3 separate regions of the Sus scrofa genome follow, and regions 2 and 3 are each linked to region 1. The links are chromatin contacts, called in public HiChIP or PLAC-seq maps. All regions are on one chromosome and are shown on one strand. The core of a region is the stretch at or near the end of the contact, and the rest is flanking DNA. Distances in the headings are between cores, read along the strand shown. Region 1 has its middle 76 kb from the start of RELL1. Region 2 overlaps TBC1D1 (TBC1 domain family member 1). Region 3 overlaps TBC1D1 (TBC1 domain family member 1).

Region 1 (4,367 bases), core at 1,163-3,662:
CTTCTACATTTGGTCAACATAAAGATATTCATCCATAATAACAACCCATAAAGTCTGCAATTTGGGTGTAATGTTATAATTCTAAGAGCATTTTCTCTGTATTTTCTCAGCTAGATCAACTGGCAAATAAAAAAGAAATCAAGGAGTTCCCACTTTGGTGCAGTGGGTTAAGAACCCAGCATTGTCTCTGCAGCAGCTCAGGTCATTACTAAGGCAAAAGTTTGATCCCTGGCCTGGGAACTTCCATATGCTGCAGGTGTAGCCCCCTCAAAAAAAAAAAAAAAAAAAAAAACATGTTCTTTTTAAGACTATACCACATTCATGTCTTATCCTGAGAGTAAGATAAAACGACAGCCTGAACAAATAGAAAGACACACCCTTATTTTGTAGATCTGGGTCCATTTAACATCAGGGCCATGAGATCACTTACTTAAGGCATTTGACCTGGTTCCAGAAAAGTCTCTGGCCCAGAAAGAATCTCGGAAGTTCCCTCTTCTATCTGGTTCCTCCGACTCTTCAATTTCCTCCCACCACCACCTCAGATCCCTCCTCAAATGTTAAGAAATGTGATTGTGGTAGAAACATAAAGAATCAACTTGCAGGAGTTCCCGTGGTAGCGCAGTGGTTAACGAATCCGACTAGGGACCATGAGGTTGCGGGTTCGGTCCCTGCCCTTGCTCAGTGGGTTAATGATCCGGCGTTGCTGTGAGCTGTGGTGTAGGTTGCAGACGCGGCTCGGATCCCGCGTTGCTGTGGCTCTGGCGTAGGCCGGTGGCTACAGCTCTGATTAGACCCCTAGCCTGGGAACCTCCATATGCCGCAGGAGAAATAGCAACAACAACAAAAAAGACAAAAGACAAAGAAATAGCAACAACAACAAAAAAGACAAAAGACAAAAAAAAAAAAAAAAAAAAAAAAAAAGAATCAACTTGCAGAGTTCCCTGGTGGCTCAACAACTTAAGGATCTGGCGTCTAGCTGTGGTGCAAGTTCGATCCCTGGCCTGGGGATCTTCTGCATGCAGCGGATGTGGCCTAAAAAAAAGAAAAAAAAGAACCAACTCTCAAGTAAATGGCCAAACTCTCATCACTGTATTATTTATTTCACTGAACAGGGACTGACTTTGCCAACTCCAAGATGCTGGCTACACCCAGCCCCCTGTTCAGTACACTTCATGCCTAAGCTCGTGTCATCCTCACAGCCACCCTAAAAGGCACGTATTATCTTCACTCTACAGTTAGAAGATTGAGAACTGAAAAACTTAAGGTCAAGGCTGGCCAAAGTCATCTGAATGTCAAAGTTGTGCCTTGATGGGCGCCGCAATTCAGAGCCCTCTGGCCCAACAAGGCGAGATGGAGGGAGGTTATCCTAAGGCGCCGATGGGCACAGGGTTTGCAAGGGCACTTCAGAGCAGAAGCCACACCAGAGCCAGGGCCCCCGGCTGTGGTTCCCAGGCAGTGCTGGACAATCTTCGCCTTAGGGCTGGATGCCTGGGCTCCAAGACCCACGTGGCCCTGTCACTCCTCAAGTATCTGGTATCTACTTCATGGAGAATAACTGCACTGGCCATGGGGTTTTGCTGTCATTGTTGCATGTGATAGAACCTCAACCTAAACGAGGTAAGACGAAAATGAAATGTTCTTGGAATGTTCATAAAACTCAGAAGGACAGCTGGGCCTCGGGGCCACCTGAGTCTGGGCCTTGACAGCAACCAGGACTGCCTCTCTCCCCTCTGCTCGTTCCTTCCTTTCTTCAGACCGGCTCCCTCTGCTTGGCAGGAAGCATGGCTGCCCCTCGCTTCAGCCACCAGAGAAAGAAACCCCTTTCTCCAGCTCCGGCTGTCAAACGTCCCAGGGAGGAGCACCACCAGGCCAGGTCACAGTCGGTCACTTGTCCACTTTGTTACATCCAGCTGTGGCCAGGGCAGTGGGCACCTGCTTGGGTTCTAAGAGGGAAGAGAAGGTTCTTCAGAGGAGGGGGCGTCATTCCCAGAAGGGAGAGGCGCTGGGCTGCCCCTGCACACCCTACGCTTCACCCTCAGCTCTGTTTAATACCCTGTGCTTGTGTCTCCTCACACTGGACTCTACTCCACAGCAACACGGGATCTGAGCCGCATCTGTGACCTACACCACAGCTGATGGCAATGCCAGATTCTTAACCCACTGAGCAAGGCCAGGGATCAAACTGCATCCTCTTGGATAATATGTCAGGTCCTTGACCCGCTGAGCCACAACGGGAACTTCTTCTTTCATTTGCAAAGGTAAACTTTTGTCTATTTTCATTTATTCAGCAAAAATCATGAAATCACGCTCAGTACTTTCTGCGCACCAGGCCCTGACAGAACAGACCCCGCCAGCAACAGATGGCCAAGCTATACTGCCTGCAGTTTTCCCATTCGGCCGGCAGAGGGAGCCAGTGCCAGCTCTCTGAGAGGCCGACGGCAGCTGAGACAGGTGGGCAGAGACACTGGCTGGGCGGTCACACAAGGCCAGGGACAAAGTCCCAGGTGTCCCTTCAGGCGTTTGGAGCTACCATGACGAGCCTCCAGGGAGAGCTGAGAACCGTCCTGAAGAAAGGTCCCTGGAAGATGAGGAGCAAAGGAAGCCCTGGGTCGGACCTGCCCCCTGACCAAAGGTCAGAGTATATAAGAACTGGCAAGGATCTTGGGTCTCCTGGCAAAACGGAGTCTTCTTTGACCACAGCCACGCCCTGAATCGCAGGATCACACTTCCAACGCCCCAACATCCTGCTGTCTTCAGTGGGAGGCAAAGGAGTATTCCTCCGCTTTCCAGCGTGTTAGATTAGGGTGGAGGAAGCCTCGCTCTCTGGCTTTGGGAAGGAAGTGCAGGAGCTGCAAGTGGTGGACAGTCCCCCTGACAAATCCTGGACCTGCTGGTGCCAGGAGAGAGCTGAATCCTGGGGAGCATCCTAGGTAGGATATCAAAAGGCTAATTAAGAATAAAACCTGTAACCCCAAATGACTCCTTCCTACTATAAAATGAGATTTGGGGGAATTCTTAACATCATCGCCAGTGCCTATATTCTGGGTTTCCTGGCTTTCATGAACTGAACATTGCTTTTTTTCTTTTTCTTTTAAATTTTATTTTAATGATGTTTGGCTGATTCACAAGGTTGTGTTAATGTCTGCTGTACAGCAAAGTGATTTATATGCATATATCCATTCTTTTTCATATTCTTTTCCACTATATCATCACAGGATATTGAATATAGCTCCCTGTGTGATACAGGACGTTGTTGTTTACCCAGTCAATAAGTCATAGTTTGCCTCTGCTAATTTCAAATTCCCAATCCATTCATCCCCCTCCCCCTTGGCAACCACAAGTCTGTTCCCTATGTCCGTGCATCTGTTTCTGTTTTGTAGATAAATTTGTGTTATTTTTCCCCCCTTTTTTTGGCCACCCCAAGGCACATGGAGTTCTTGGGCCAGGGACCAGATCCAAGGTGCAGTTTCGACTTAAGCAACACCGGATCCTTAACCCACTGTGCCAGGCTGGGAATGGAACCAGTGTCCCAGCGCTCCCAAGATGCTGCCAATCCCACTGTGCCACTGCAGGAACTTTTGTGTTATATTTAGATTCCACATATAAGTGATATCGTATGGTGTTTGTCTTTCTCTTTCTGACTTACTTCTCTTAGCATGACCATCTCGAGTTTCATCCATGTTGCTGATGAGTTGAGAATTGTAAAATCAGCTTTTCTACTTCCTTAACCTAAGATGGTATTGATCATCTTGTTTTCAAGGAAAACACACACACACAAATTCAAAATCAAAATTCAATGAGGCGCCGCAAAGAGTGAAGTTTGCTGTATATAAACTTTAAGAAATTTAACCAGGATATGAAGGAAAGATGGAATGGAGACGATGACAAATGACTCTGTGTTAAAACTGAATCACATAGCCACGCCGAAGGGGTGGGAGCAAAGGCACTGACTTAAAGTAACTCGGGCAAACAGGCTTCTGGCTGGTTTCTCTACGGCTCACAACTGGAAAACTAGTACACAAGCCAGTGCTCAATCAGAAATCAATTTCTCCAGTGGCATACATTCAAAATACTTTATATGTATGCTAGGGTTGACACATGTAAAAATATTGTAGATAATAAGAGCCAGTGGGAACTATATCTAGTCATTTGGGAACTATATCTAGTCACTTATCTGATCTTTTTTTTTTTTTTTTTTTTTTTTTTTGTCTTTTTGCCATTTCTAGGGCCGCTCCCGCGGCATGTGGAGGTTCCCAGGCTAGGGGTCAAATAGGAGCTGTAGCCTCCGGCCTACACGGTATCCGAGCCGCGTCTGCAACCTACACCACAGCTCACGGCAACGCCGGATTGTTAACCCACTGAGCAAG
Region 2 (4,367 bases), core at 1,312-3,811, 370 kb after region 1:
TGCTGTGAGGGCATCCGAGCACTCAGGGAAGGCTTCTTTGAGGAAGTGATTTTCACCGAGCAGAGGTTTTGTTGAGGCCACCTGGGTTCAGGGGGCAGCAGGTGAGGGAGGGATGCTGGGACCTAACAATGTGGTCACTGCAGCACGGTCCTCTTCTGCCCCAGATCTGTAAGGACGCGCTGATTTATGCTAATGCTCTAGCTTCAGAAAGTCAGGTAAGCAGCAGTGAGTACCTAGCGCATAGTATGTACTTAATAAATGATAGGCTGCTTTAATTATAATTTGAGAAGACCTTTCTAATCATTAGAAAGTGTTGTGGAAATTTTAAATGAGAAGCTCCTGTTTCCTAGGAGATTCACTTAACGTAGGAACCTCTGTTCCTTGCAAACTGGAGCCTGTGGGAGCCTGAGGCTTTGTTGCTAACTTTTGGGTATTTGGTCCTCTCACCCCAAGACTGCCGCTGCTATAGGTGAACGCACCGATGGTTGTCTGTGCCCCCCGAGATCTGCAGGATAGATTGTAACCTTGAAGTGATCTGCATGAGATGGTCAGAATTCTGTAGGAGCTTGATCCCTTTTTTCCTTATTTTCATGGGTCATGAAGTGAGAAAGTTTGTATGGCAAATTTGAATTCAACCTTCACGAGAAGCTAGTTTCTTTTTTTCTTTGTCTTTTCAGATCGGTCAGTCTGAAGTTTACCTCATCAGTCCTGACACCAAAAAAATCGCCTTGGAGAAAAATTTTAAGGAGATATCCTTTTGCTCTCAGGTAAATGGAGCTGTGTTATCAGCTCAGTGGCCATTGAATTTTTTTAATGAATTCTTCTACTGTCTCATTCAGCAGAAGCGGTTAAGGTCACAGGATGTGTGCTTTCTAAGTACCGGATTTGTGATCTTGTATTTCTTCTTCCTTTTGTATATTAAGGCATAATAGAAATATAACTTTGAAATTAAGATTTTTGCTTTTAACAACCATACTCTCCTGGGGCACGTAGGGCTCCTTTTCGTTGTTTCACTCATTGGTGGTCATGCTCTGCAGCCCTGTTTTCCAGAGGTCTGGGTGTGGGTCTGGGTCTGTGTGCATGTTTATATGTACATTCATATACACAGTGGTACATTTTTAAATAGATACTTGTTTCTACTTTACAAAAATTCATAATTTTTCTTTTTTCTTTTTTTTTTTTTGTCTTTTTGCTATTTCTTGGGCCGCTCCCGTGGCATATGGAGATTCCCAGGCTAGGGGTCTAATCGGAGCTGTAGCCGCCGGCCTACGCCAGAGCCACAGCAATGCGGGATCCGAGCCGCGTCTGCAACCTGCACCACAGCTCACGGCAACGCCGGATCGTCAACCCACTGAGCGAGGGCAGGGACCTAACCCGCAACCTCATGGTTCCTAGTCGGATTCGTTAACCACTGCGCCACGATGGGAACTCCCATAATTTTTCAAATACCAATGATCATTATTTCTTCTTCCTTAAAACATGATAAATAGTGACTACCTTTCAGGATGTTTTCCTCAGAATACAGTGTCTACTTGAGTTCATTCTTGCTCATCTGGGTGTGTTTCATAGAGAAATGTGGAGAATCTGTCAGTTATAAAGAGCTATGCCAATTTCACTCAGGATCTTCCTAGCAAATCTGAATTATTGTTTGATTACTTTTTAAAAGTCTGACTTGTTTCCTCATTTCCATTTTCTCAACATTAATAAGGTAGGATGGAAGTCTCATTGTTTGTTGAATTATAGCATGATCTACAGAAGGATTCAGCAGGGAATTTTCCTCCCCAAAAGGTGAAAATGATGTTCCTGAATAAGATCAAATAAGGAACCATTTACAAAGGAAAAGTTTTTTCCAAATCCTGCTTTCCTGGGGAGTATCCTCTAGCATATGCTTAGCTTGCTCTTGGGAAATGTTGACGGAGTTGCTGGGATATGTCAGGGATTGCCCGTTTATTGGGAAATAATTGTCCTGAAACTGAGCTTCTCCACAGCTTTTTATCTTGATTTGCTGCTATTTCTATTGAAATGTTAATATTAAATATTTTTCCTTTTTCATGTGATTGTTTTAAAGGGTGCATTTTACCTGATCACCTGACCTTCAGGCTCTCAGCACTCATATCTCTGTGTGCTGGTGTTTTCAGGAGACACTGCACATTAATATTTATGGGTGATGCCATATCTGTATTGCTGTTGTGCCTCTCAGCTGATACTTTCAAAACAAGTATGCATGTTGACATTTATTAAAAAGAGCTCTTAGGAAACTATGGTAGAGCTTGAGCCTTAATAGCTTATGTTTAAAAGCTTCTCTGTTCTTTATTGTGTAGAATTTTTAACTCATTGTTTCCACTAGTTTACTTCAATATTTATCTTTCTGTTATTTTAAGAGTACAGATGTCTTAAAACTTTTAACTTTTATGTCTATATGTGTTTGTGTGTTTGTGCATGTGTGCTCATGTGTGTGTATAGTTGTGTTTCTTCATTAGTCTCTTGTCTTATTCCTTAAGACCCAAGAGAAGTTGTAATTTTTCTGTGTCAGCTTTTCTCCACTTCCTTTTATTACTAAAATGAGCATTAAAAACTTCAGTTTTGGGAGTTCCCGTTATGGTTCAGCATGTTATGAAACTGACTAGTATCTGTGAAGATGGCGAGTCTGATCCCTGGTCTCGATCAGTGAGTGGGTTAAGGATCCAGCATTGCGGTGAACTGTGGTGTAGGTTGCAGATGTGGCTCGGATCCCGTGTTGCTGTGGCTGTAGTGTAGGCCTGCAGCTGTAGCTCTGATTTGATCCCGAGCCTGGGCCCCTCCATGTGCTGTGGGTGCGGCCCTAAAGAGACCAAAGAAAAAGAAAAGAAAACTCCAGTTTTCAGTTCCTACTTCTCTTATTGTGGGGATAATCAGAGTAACATTTTAGTAGAACTTCATATTTGAGAGACGTTTTTAGGTATTTAAAATATCTGAGAAAATAATACTCTTATAGTGTCTTTTAAAATTGTGCAGTATAAACCTTAGGTTGTATTTCTGGCAGTGGTGCCTCTTCTGGGTACAACTCACTGTCCCTTCCTCTCCTCCCTGCCTTCAACAGGGTATTAGACACGTGGACCACTTTGGGTTCATCTGCCGAGAGTCCTCGGGAGCTGGAGGCTTTCATTTCGTCTGCTATGTGTTTCAGTGCACGAATGAAGCTCTGGTGAGTGAGAAAGAGCAGTTCTTACCTTGAAGTCTCCTTTGCAGGGGATTTCAACCTCCCTGATTTCTTTCTGAAGCAAAACTGTACGGCCTCATTGACCTTATTTGGCTTTAATTATTCATTCATGACTGTTTTCTCACTAGCTGGTATACACCTGAGCTTGAATATGCATTTTCAATTTTCATTGTTCTTAAAGGCCTGCTCACTTTCACCCTCTGCATTAGAGTTTTCATTTATTAATTTGTTGGTTTATTATTTTGGGGCTGTTCCTATGGCATGTGGAAGTTCCTGGGCCAGGGATCAAACTCATGCTGCCGCAGTGATAATGCCAGATCCCCAGCTCGCTGAGCCACCAGGGAACTCTTGCTTTGGCTTTATAAAAATGTCGTTTTGAACTTTTGATCAGAAGAGTTGGTTTTCGCTCAGTATTTAATTTACATCTAGTTTTTACTTTATCTCCTTGAAGAGCTTTGAGCTTTTGTAGTGTTTCTCAGACTGTATGTAATCTTAGCAGTTATTATGGTTATTATTCATTTACCTGTGACTAGTAGTCCTGAAGAATCTTAAAGTACTGAGTCTTTCCACAGCATCCTGAAATCTCTGCCCAGCTCATTTTAATTATTATTTTTCTTTTTTTTAAGGCTGCACCCACGGCATATGGGGTTCCCAGGCTTGGGGTCCAATCAGAGCTGTAACTGCTGGTGTGTGCCAGAGCCACGGTAACTTGGGATCCGAGCTGTGTCTGTGGTCTACACCACAGCTCATGGCAACAACAGATCCTTAACCCACTGAGTGAGGCCAGGGATTGAACCCATGCCCTCGTGGATCCTAGTCGGGTTCGTTAACCCGCTGAGCCACAACAGGAACTCCCATCTGCCCAGCTCATTTATTATTTATTTATTTATTTTTGCTTTTTAGGGCCTCATCTGAAGCATTTGGAGGTTCCCAGGCTAGGGGTCCAATGAGAGCTGTGACTGTTGGCCTGTGCCACCAGCCACAGCCACACAGGTTTGGAGCCTCATCTGCGACCTCCACCACAGCTCATGGCAATGCCAGATCCCTAACCCACTGAGGAACGCCAGGGATCGAACCTGGCAACCTCATGGTTCTTAGTCGGATTCGTTTGCGCTTCACCACAATGGGAAGTCCTGCCCAACTCATTTTAAATGGACATTTTACTGTC
Region 3 (4,367 bases), core at 1,082-3,581, 310 kb after region 1:
ACATTGTTAATTAATGAAAGAGAATCAGGTAAGAATTTCACGGACAGATAGGAGAGGGGCATTTGTATTTATAATCTGAGCGTAAGCATGAAAAATTCTTATGAGCTCAGTTTTAAGCTGATGCATATTAATATCAGGCTTTATTTTAAAATACGTCAAAGTGCCATATGCAATTAAGGCTTCGTCAGGGAGGGGCACAGGCCTGTCATCGCTACCAATGGAACACTGTTCATGTAGTTTTTAATTCCCATGTTACTGAAATGGAACACAACCAGTTGCATAATATAATGTATAACGTCTACTTGGGAATTCAATCATTTTGCAATTAAATTTCAAGTCTTTCAAAATCAATTTGCCTATTAGCTATGTTGCCGTAATTGTTTAATAATGACTTGAAAGAAAGACCTTAGAGAAACATATGTGGAAGTAAGTGCAAATAAGGTTAATGAAGAAAAAAGTGACCCAAGCTGATGTGCGGAATAGTGGCAAAATCTACAGAAGCTTCTCTAAGAAATGGATGAGCAGAGTTCCCGTCGTGGCTCGGGGGAAACGAATCCAACTAGGAACCATGAGGTTGCGGGTTCGATCCCTGCCCTTGCTTAGTGGGTTAAGGATCCGGCATTGCTGAGAGCTGTGGTGTAGGTCGCAGACGCAGCTCAGATCTGGCAGTGCTATAGTTCCGATTAGACCCCAGCCTGGGAACCTCCATATGCTGCAGGTGCGGCCCTCAAAAGACAAAAAAAAAAAAAAAAAAAAAAAAAAAAAGAAATGGATGAGCATGAGGCAGGCCCAGGAGGCTGTTGGTATGCATTGAGATGTTTGGATGGTTAGTGTGGTTAGCTTGGTATGTGGGGAGGGAGAGCAGACAGTAAGGATGAGTTCAGCTAAAAATGATGGAATGTCCAAGTCATAGTGGTTTACACCTGCGTTGCTCTAAACGCGATCCTCAGTCAGCAGCATCTCCTGGGAGTCTGTTATTAATTCTTGGGCCCCACCTCAAATCTACTGAATCAGAATTTTCGTTTTAATGAGATTTCTCAGTGATTCATGGGCACATTAAAATCCAGTTTCGGCAATAAAGATATTTTGCTATATCACTTAATAAGGATTCGGGGGTGAGCAGTTTTCGGAATGGTTGGACCTCTGTCATCCATAACACAGGCTTTTATCTCAGGATGTAGAGGTAAGCAGTTTCAGAGTGGCTGGGTCTGTATCATCAATAACACAGACTTTCATCTCATTACTCTCTGCCAGGCTTAGCATGTTAATTTTGGCCTTTTGCTCTGTGACTTCATGGTTCCAAGGTGGCTGTTGTAGCTTCTCGCACAAGTGAATTCCAAGTAGGAAGGATGGGGCCTACTTCTTCTAGGACCTCCTTGGCCAGAACTGGGTCACATTTGGGAAGAGGAATGGTACACACAAGGCTAATTGATACCATTCATTCACTTAGTTTAAAGAAAAAAATAGGTTGCCACTGTGTGCCAACTCATAACATATTCCCTGGGGCTAAACCTTGATTTTTGTTTGTTTGTTTTTTGTTTTTTAGGGCTACACCCACGGCATATGGAGGTTCCCCAGGCAAGGGGTCAAACTTGAGCTGGAGCTGCTGGCCTTTGCCACAGCCACAGCAATGCCATATCTGAGCCACGTCTGCAACCTACACCACAGCTCATAGCAACATGGGATCCTTAACCCACTGAATGGGCTCAGAGATTGAACCCATGTCCTCATGAACACTAGTCTGTTTCATTACTGCTGAGCCATGATGGGAACTCTGGGGCCTAACCTTGAGATGAGGAGTCTCTTTTCAGAGTTCCCACTGTGGTGCAGCAGGTTAAGGATCTAGCATTGCCCCAGCTATGGTGTAGGTCTCGGCTGTGGCTCAGATTCCATCCCTGGCCCAGGAACTTCCATAGGCTGCAGATACAGCTGGGGAAAAAAAAAAAAAGGAAAAAAAAAAAGTGTGTTCATTACTTGCATAAAACTAGGGTTCTGCTGATAACGAGGAATAGGGAGAAATCATTATTAGGCAGGAATCATTGTCCATCACTGGTTAGAGAGGTCAGATTTGAAAGAGTCTTGGAAGCCATGCCAAGACTGCACTCGGTCCAGTCGTCACTGGAGAATCAAGGTGGGGACATACTCAGATCTGTGTTTTGAAAAGGAAATCTAGCCTGTGGAGGATGGACTGAGACCAGCAAGGAGGTTTATGCCGTTATTCAAGTGAGAGATGGCCACGGCCGACCTAGCACAGTGCTGGGCAGAGTGGAAGTGGGGATACTCTGGAAGGCAGCTCTGAGACAGAAGCTGTTACTTATGATGCCTCTGTGGGTAGTGAGAAGGAGAGGACTCAGAGCTGAGTCACCGAGACTTTGATGGGGCAATTCACTCAGCTGTCTAACACTAGTTGCCATTAAAAACAAACAAACAAAAAAACCCCTGTATTTTACACATATGCGATCACAGGACACAGAGCTTTGTAACCTAGAATTTCCACTTTTTGCATTGCAAACTGATTTCTGTGTCAGTAGGTATAGAACTGTCTCCTTCCCCCCTATTTTAATGTTTATTGATTTGAAAAATCTTATAAAGCACAAGCAAGTCAAAAAATCATTTGTCGTCTGATAAGTTGAGAAAATTGTAAAAAGTAAAAAAGGAACCCCCCTGTTTCTATCTTGCTTCTGGAAGACGTGCCATCATCCCTCTGCCCTCTTGACCCCATTTTTTCCTTAAGGTAATACAGGAAAATATCAAGACGTTCCAGTGCACGCACACACGTCTCTCCTTTCTCTCTCTCATAGTCATGGTGTGTATATTAATCTGCATCGTGTGATTTCCACTGTTACCCTTTTCCACAAAAATCCCTGCCCTTGATTTTTGTCTCCAGAGGCCTGCGCTTCAACAATTCCCACTGTTAACACAAGAGGGCGCTACCTCAAAGTTTACTCCTTCCTTTTTTTTGTTTATGTGTGTAGGTTATAATCTAGAGTCTGCTTCCAGCGAGCATCTAATGTACTGTGCATTTATTGTTTTGCACCTTGTCTGTCCCTCTTCACTGGGGTGTAAGTATTATGAGGGCAGGGATTTTTTTTTGTTAACAGATATGTCCTCACAGCCTATACAGTATTTTGTCCAAATAGGTGCTCAATAAATATTTGTGATAAATGGAGGCATTTTCAGCAGATTGTTTTCGTTTGCATTACTTTCACACATTTGAAATCTTCAGATGTCTTTGCCCTGTATCTCCCTTCTGGGTCTTTCCCCCTTGGCCTCATATGGTGTGTTCAGGGGGTAAACTAATTTTAATGTTAATCTAGAGAAAAGGGGAGTACAGTAATGAATTCCCCCAGAGGTCATGCAATGCTGGCCACAGTGACACATGCAGGGTTATTGTTACCTGGTCCTTGGGGTTATCTGTACTGCTGGCTCCCATCCCTCGCCTGCAGGCACAAGCTGACCAAATGGACATTTTTTTTTTTTTTTTTTTTTTTTGTCTTTTGCCTTTTCTTGAACTGCTCCCGTGGCATATGGAGGTTCCCAGGTTTAGGGGTCTAATCGAAGCTCTAGCCACCGGCCTACACCAGAGCCACAGCAACGCGGGATCTGAGCCGAGTCTGCGATCTACACCACAGATCACGGCAACGCCGGATCATTAACGCACTGAGCAAGGCCAGGGATTGAATCCGCAACCTCATGGTTCCTAGTCAGATTTGTTAACCATTTCGCCACAATGGGAACTCCCCAAATGGACATTTTTAAAAAAACTCTTTGGCATGCGGAAGTTCTGGGACCAGGGACTGAACCCACACCACAGCAGCAACCTGAGCCACTGCAGTGATGATGCCGGGCACTTAACCCGCTGAGCCACCAGGGAACTCCCCAGGTGGACATTTAGACTCCCTTCGTGGGTTAGGAGAACTTAAGCAGCTGTTGAGTCTGTGTGATACTCACAGCCACAGCAGCACCATGCAGCAGCCACATCCCTTCCTTTCCAAAGGAAGGGAAGGGGTGAAAACATAGGACCCGCGATACTGTGTGACACTTTTATTCCTCACAACCATTGAAGGAATAAATAACGTCACCATTTTCGAGGAGGAAATTTCTCTCATCACAAGAATGTATAATAAAGGGAGAGAGTTGAGATTCCAATATAGCCTTTCAGGCGCCACGAACTGTGTTTTTTTGTTGTTGTTGTTTTTAAACCCTACACCCCTTTTTGGGAAAAGTTCAGAACAGATTGTTTGATAGTTTTTTCTTCGTCATTACTTTGAAAAGGTCACTTTGGCATTTGATTTACATTTGCTCACAAGCCCCAGATCATTTTCCTCCCCTCCTCCCTTCCTTTTTTGTTCCTTGACTTTGTAAGG

What was found. HiChIP or PLAC-seq counts read pairs in DNA pulled down with a chosen protein or histone mark.
Region 2: an H3K27ac HiChIP or PLAC-seq map of alveolar macrophages shows a contact between it and region 1. The contact joins two enhancer-like sites. A contact is called at or near these places in 11 of 47 Hi-C or Micro-C datasets (embryonic fibroblasts, fetal skeletal muscle, liver and 4 more) and 2 of 2 datasets of contacts at active chromatin or transcription factors (alveolar macrophages and skeletal muscle).
Region 3: a contact with region 1 is called in an H3K27ac HiChIP or PLAC-seq map of alveolar macrophages. The contact joins two enhancer-like sites. A contact is called at or near these places in 1 of 47 Hi-C or Micro-C datasets (embryonic fibroblasts) and 1 of 2 datasets of contacts at active chromatin or transcription factors (alveolar macrophages).

The regions. Positions count from the first base shown.
Region 1 is chr8:29,112,144-29,116,510 of Sscrofa11.1, forward strand. No RefSeq gene overlaps it. Among named protein-coding and RNA genes, the nearest start is that of RELL1, 76 kb to the right of the region's middle. Within about 2 kb of position 2,413, at least 9 of the 83 cell types and tissues checked have an H3K27ac peak or open chromatin away from gene starts, as enhancers often do. A contact at or near this core is called in alveolar macrophages, where this site is marked.
Region 2 is chr8:29,485,035-29,489,401 of Sscrofa11.1, forward strand. TBC1D1 (TBC1 domain family member 1) reads left to right here. Exons shown (of 22, transcript XM_021101100.1): 4 at 678-767; 5 at 3,080-3,184. Among named protein-coding and RNA genes, the nearest start is that of MIR9840, 62 kb to the right of the region's middle. Within about 2 kb of position 2,562, at least 1 of the 83 cell types and tissues checked has an H3K27ac peak or open chromatin away from gene starts, as enhancers often do. A contact at or near this core is called in alveolar macrophages, where this site is marked.
Region 3 is chr8:29,424,495-29,428,861 of Sscrofa11.1, forward strand. The region is part of intron 2 of TBC1D1 (TBC1 domain family member 1); the gene reads left to right. Among named protein-coding and RNA genes, the nearest start is that of TBC1D1, 56 kb to the left of the region's middle. Within about 2 kb of position 2,332, at least 13 of the 83 cell types and tissues checked have an H3K27ac peak or open chromatin away from gene starts, as enhancers often do. A contact at or near this core is called in alveolar macrophages, where this site is marked.